2 separate regions of the Mus musculus genome follow, and region 1 is linked to region 2. The links are chromatin contacts, called in public promoter capture Hi-C maps. All regions are on one chromosome and are shown on one strand. The core of a region is the stretch at or near the end of the contact, and the rest is flanking DNA. Distances in the headings are between cores, read along the strand shown. Region 1 holds the start of Ngf (nerve growth factor). Region 2 holds the start of Nhlh2 (nescient helix loop helix 2).

Region 1 (2,985 bases), core at 52-2,551, 460 kb before region 2:
TCTGTGGCTAGTTCTGAGTTTGCAAAGTTCAGCTGGCCATGCCTATGGGGAGAGTAGACTGGTACTGCCAGAGAGGACTCTGGGAGGATGGGGGCAATACATCAAATGGCTTTTCTCCAGGGTTTCCATTGGCCTCCCATGATAGATGGGGGCAGAGGCACCCAGGAGAGCAGTATTTTTGGTCTGCAGCTGGGAACGTGCACTGAGTTTTCCTTAATACCCACAGCACCCAAAAGACTTCGTAGTAATACACTTTAACGCACGAAAGACCCATAAATTATCCTTCAAACTGCACAATTTCCAGTCTGGAACAACTTGGAAAAACCAGCCTAACAAGCAGGCTCTTCTTGACTCTCTGAAGTAAACCTGATGAGAAAGGTCAAGCCAAAAATCACCTTCCTTATGAATCTCAGAAAGTTTTAGGAAAGCAAGAGCATTGTAATCAAACGGTGCTAAAGACGCCTTATGTTTACATTGGATTCAAGTTTCAACACCCTGACCCCAGAATCCTCTCTCCCTCCCCTGCAGCTTCTCTGCCTGAACCCAAGAGCGACCGCTGCCCTTCCCAATCCCGGGTGCCAGCCTCTGCCACACCTGGCAGCAGACAGCTGAATGTACTGGGTGACCCAAGCAGTAAGGCTATGCCTTGGGATGCCCAGCAGGCCCCACCGAGGACCCTGGTGCTCGGCACTTGGAACCCAAGCTTCCAGAATCAACCCTTGGTACCCACAATATTACACTCTGAACCCTGCTACAAACACCGAGTCTAGATCACCCTGGCTGACAGTCCTCTTACCTAGGAGCAGAGAGGCGCTCTTGGGTCTGTGAGCACTGCCCAGTCGGCGTGCTGTGCACTCGCCCTCTACCGCGCGCGGGCTACTGTTCCGCCACCCCAGCGCGCTCGCAGCGCGCGCATCCCTCACTCCAGGCTCTCTTGAGCGCTGTCCCCTTCTAGCCTGAGAGCTCAGGCTGGGCAATGCAGCTTCTGCAGGCGCCAGTGTTGACTTTGGTACTTCTGGTCATCCAGGAACAGGGAATTTCACGACCAGGGAGACCCTCACTCCCTTCGCTTCCCTTGCGTGCCCACGATCTCGTGTTCCTACATCTACTCGGGACAGTTCTTTCAAGGGTGCGCTTCAGCCCACAAAGATCTAGCTAGACAGGGATCCAAGCACACCGTCCCAGGGAGCCCGGCAACCCCAGTCCGCCGCACCGCGTTGCACCCGTATCGGGGCTCGGCTCAGAGAAGCCTGACTCACCGATGCGCTCCCCTCCGGCTCCAGGCGCTCTCTGCCGTGCTGGAGCACAGAGCTTCTTTAACAGGCTTCCTGACTGTATTTAGCCCCTCCTCCAGGCTCGTCACACCCTCTCCAAATCCTGCCCCCCACTCACCCGACCCCTCCCTCTCTGGCCAACTCCAATCCCAGCCCGCACCTGCTGTGACTAGACCCAGGGGTCCGGGTTGTAAGGGTCCTGGGGACAAGGGATGGATAGCTCCCGAGTTGATGGGACATAGCCAGGAAAAGCCAGTCAGGGAAGAATTCAAAACCCCTGGTTTAGATGAAAATGCATGGTGGGGGGAGGTCACAGATGCAGAGAGAGATTTTCTAGGGCACCAGGCAAGGTAGCTGGCTCCAAACACCAATGGGCAGACAGGCTGAGCAGGGCTGAGTTGATTGGCTGAGTTGGAGTCCCTTTACCTCTTCCCCTGGCTCACTGCCTTGCTAGCCTCCTGGGGTGACTTAGTCTTCTTTGGTGGCCAGGATATCAGGTGTTGCTATCTCTGCAAATCTGAGAGCTGAAGGAACACTGAGAACACCCACAACACCGGAAACTCCTGGATTGGCCAGTGCCAGGGGTTGCTCTGAAACCAGGCAGAAGCAGAATTAACTAGAATGTCAAGACAGAGGTATATCTGCCTGAGGTCAAAGGAAGAGGACCTTAGGTGTTCAGATTACCCCAACTCCCACTCCCACTGCCAGCCTTAGCACTGGCATTGCAGGGGCCTCCCAGGAGAGCTGGTCCCTTGGAAACTGTAGATGGAACTGTGTCTGTATGTGCTCCCTGCGTGTTTCTAGATCTGGGGTCCTAGGGCTTCTGTCGGTTTTTAGGAGTCAGTAAACACAGACCCAGGAGAAAGCCAGGCCTTCTGCACCACCCCAGGGCTCACCTCAATTCTCTCTCACCTCTTTTGTCTACTTACTTATGGTGGGGGGTCCTCAGTTGGCCCTCCAGAATGTCTTGGATCTGATAGATTCAGGAGCTGATGGGGTCTTCCCCGTTTGACCTCCCCTTCCTCTATGGTGTTTACACCTCAGCTTCAAGGGAGAAATATGCCCTAAGTCAGCTTTTTCACCAAATGTGCACTAACAATTGTAATAAAATTCTATGGATTTTGGAAATGAACACACACACACACACACTTGTGTGAAATGACTTACTTCCTTCGGAAAGACATGTTCTATGCCCCACCCCCACCTTCATGAATGCCACAGGAAGGAATGGATGCAGGAAAGTGAGTGACAGAGGGAAGGTAAGGTACGAAGGTGACACCTTAGTCTAGGCAAGAATCATGCTCCATGAAGTTGGGATGGAGTGAGGCCCAGGTGGTCCTTTTTCCCCATTGAAGGTCACGTGGGAAGGAGAGGACCTATTGATGTATTTCCAGTCCTCTGAATTTCAACTTCCCTTTGACTTTGACTTTGTCCCCACACCTACCATCATGCCATTTCAGGTACTCTGGGGAGGATGAAGGAAGAAGAGAGTGAACTTTTTTTTTCCTTGTTAATGCTCTGTGAGGTCCAGGCTGGTGGATGAACACACATTAGGAGTAAAGGTGAGAGACCAGGCAACACCAGAATAGCAGAAAACAGAGCTGACATCATGGCCATGATGCTCTGTGAGGAAACTTATCACTGTTAATGAAAAACTAACAATTACCAGATAATAGGATACATTTCTCCATTAATCATTTCACATATAACA
Region 2 (3,200 bases), core at 373-2,872:
TGGCCGCGGCCCCGTGTCTGCGCCGGGCTTTCCCCAGACGATGCCCTCCTGGAAAAGCCACCTCGGGCCGGCAGCTCGAGGGCCTTCGCGTCTTCGAGAACCACTGGGCTTGCGGGTGATCTGGGTGGGCAGATGGGGATAGAAACCTGCCTGAGCTGAGCTTTTGGGCCTCCGCCACCAGGAGGGACGACCGGGCTATGACCTCTGTACCCCGCCTTGCCCCTCACAGGCAAGGCTCCTGAGTAAGAGCCTCGCTTCAGAGAAACAAAAGCCAGGGAGGGGATGTAGGTTCGGCTCCTGGCCTCGAATTTGCCCAGGAGAGACCTGAGCTCAGAAACAGCTTTCCGTGCAAGGAAAACGGATCCTCAGAATAACAATAAATGAACCAAACGAACTGCATGCTGCTCCCCCCGCCCCCCAGGCTTTTCTCTACGTTTATAAGTGAAACAACTCACACCTACGCAGTTGGCGTGAAGAGGTAGAAATACACAGGGAGAAAAATCATAGCAAACCACGACATAGTTACAGATCGGACAAAAAGTTCCCGGGCTGTCCCCCCACGCGTTTAAATCCTCCAGATATTTAAATAGTCATAAATGGTATTTCTCGTGGGCATTTAAGTCTATGACCATGTGTGAGGAATACATCTATAAAATACAATATGACTCAACTTAATCTAAAGAAAAAGAGACGTGAAGATGTCTTACCTTGCAAGAGCCCTGTCGATAATCTTTTCGTCAATCTTTTAGAGTTAAAATTCCAGGAAACAAGGAGGAGAGATCCTGGCAAATATTAAAAGCAGCCAATATTTATTACATTCGCAGATGAAAAAGCAGCTGTCATCTCGCCGACCACCACAACGAGCGGCGGTGTCTTAGCGGGTGTATGGTTGTTCACTTAGTTGATGGATTGAAAACGCCCGTTTGTTTGTTTGTTGGTTTGTTTTTAACTGTTCTTAAACATTTCAGGAAAATTCGTTGTTGATCTTTATAAGTCGAAGTGTTGAAACCTCACGCCTCCCCACTCAAAGGGCTGTATAAATAACAAAAGAGATGCTGAGATAAAAACAATCACATCAAAGGGACGATTCCTCCACTTTCTAATAGCAGAATAATCAATAAGAAAGATGGTTAAGATAAAATTCCATTCCTTGAGGACTCCTTCCCTTCCCTTAATCGGGCTGGGGCGAAACTGGGAAGTGCGGTCAGGGATGGAAGGGGCTCAGAAGTGATTTTTCTCTTCTTCTTCAAGATAATGCTTTGTTCAGCCGGTGTCTCCCCAGTTCCCAGGAACAACAATACAGTAACTAGGGCTTAAGGTTGCCTCTGTCTTGTCCCTCATCTACTTCTGTGTTGTATAAGCAGACGCCAATTTTGCAGTTTCAAAGTCTTTCAAGGTTTGGTTACACCCCCTACCCTACCCCACTCCCTCCCCTCTTTACCTTGTGGTGAAATGTATATAGTCAGTAGCTTGGAGATGCTGGAGAGAGATTGGAGAGAAGTGGACGTCTTCTGGAGTAACAGTGACAGGGAAGCAGAGAAAGGGGAGCTTGGGAGAGCCAGAGAGGAGAGGCAGCTGCCTGTGTGGCTTCTTGGCTCTTCTGGTACCAATTGATTTAGCCTGGAGATGGTGGAAGAGATAAAGGCTTAAGAAGGGGGATGGAATTTTTTCCCCCTAAATTGATATTTAATGGGAAATCCTATTGGACAGAAACCTGGACACGAGTCACTTAATTGGACTTGACATCTGTCACAGTGTGGGAGTTTTCACAGCCCAAATATTTTAGCAGATCAGATTCCCACTGAATCTGTGCCATAAAATATAGCAGTTGAAAGCAGCCCATGATAGAAGCCATAGCATCTACAGCGTCTGGCCACACAGGCGGTTCCTTGTTTTCAGATTATTGATGCAATATTTAAGTGCAAGTAGACACTATATGAACATGGAAAATTCCTCTGGCATTTTGTGAGCCAGCATTTTTTTAAATCAATAGTTAGAAAAATAGTTGTGCTGGGCACATGAAAGCATATTCTGTCTATGACACTGTAATTAAGGTGAACGATCCAGACAGGCAATGCTAACATTTATGTAAAGTGAAGTGTCTTTTAGAGGATGCTTTAATCATGATTATTTAAGCATATGGATGTTTTGGAGAAAGGTTCTACTATGAGACCAGCTTATTAATAGATGATATTTTAAAGGACGTTTGACACATTAGTTTAAATCATTGGTGGAATTAGGAGCAGAATCCAAGTAGTTAGAGACCACTAGATAATTCTACTTTTTGAGTTATGTTTGGTTTTCTTTTTCTTTACCCATTTACTCATGTTCATTATTCGCTGTAAAATATGACACACAGTATGTGCAAAGACAGTACTTTATTCTTGCCCATCCTAACACGTGAGTGAATATATTTAGCTGGGTGGCAATGTAATTGTGCTAAAATGTAAATATTAAGTATTCTAGCATGCAATGCCTTTGCCTAAGATGACCTCCAGTCCCAAATTTATGTGTTTTACAAAATTAAGGGAAATTTACTGTTAGTCACTATCAATTATATATTATTTGCTATTATTTACACATTGCCAGTGATACCACTAATTCTGTCTTCTTTCTGTCTATCTTCCTTCCTTTCTTCCTTCCTGTCTTTCTTTCTTTTTGGTATTTTTGACAAGGTCTCACTATGCAGCCCTGGCTGGCCTGACCCTCACCATGGAGACCAGGCTGACCTCAAACTCATAGAGATATGCTTGTTTCTGCTTCTCATGTGTTGGGATTAAAGGCATGTACCATCACACCCAAATACTATTTTTTTTTAGATTGATTAAGCTTAGAGGAAATGAGAGAATAATAGCCAACCTCCTGTCTCCCTGTTCCTAGGTGAGTTTTTGTGGAGAGGAGAACCTTCACTTTCTCTTCATAATCACCTTTGTCCTATAAAGAGGTATTGTCCTCAGGGGAGGGCTGTAGAGCTACCCACCTAGAGAGTGGCCCTCTGGGTTCCTCATGGCTGTGATGTATATTGTTTGCCTTTGTTCACATCAGCTCCAGGAGGGTAATGGGCCAGAATAGGCAGGGTAGAGGGAAAGAAGGGAATATGGTACCAGTGCTGCTCAGCCTCACCTCTGCTCAACCCAGGTATCCCCAAGCATAGAGATGGGCAAGCAGAGAAGCCCCTTCCCTGCAGGGCTGGTGGGAGC

What was found. Promoter capture Hi-C pulls out the DNA fragments that hold promoters and counts their contacts.
Region 1: a contact with region 2 is called in a promoter capture Hi-C map of embryonic stem cells, with 3 times the contacts expected there. The contact joins the promoter of Ngf here to the promoter of Nhlh2 in region 2. A contact is called at or near these places in 4 of 39 promoter capture datasets (embryonic stem cells, hippocampal neurons and stem cell-derived epiblast-like cells) and 2 of 115 datasets of contacts at active chromatin or transcription factors (embryonic stem cells and stem cell-derived neural progenitor cells).

What each region holds. Positions count from the first base shown.
Region 1 is chr3:102,468,235-102,471,219 of GRCm38.p6, reverse strand. Ngf (nerve growth factor) reads right to left here and starts at 1,301. Exons shown (of 3, transcript NM_001112698.2): 1 at 1,260-1,301.
Region 2 is chr3:102,008,567-102,011,766 of GRCm38.p6, reverse strand. It overlaps Nhlh2 (nescient helix loop helix 2), which reads right to left and starts at 1,622. Exons shown (of 3, transcript NM_178777.3): 1 at 1,442-1,622; 2 at 708-1,032.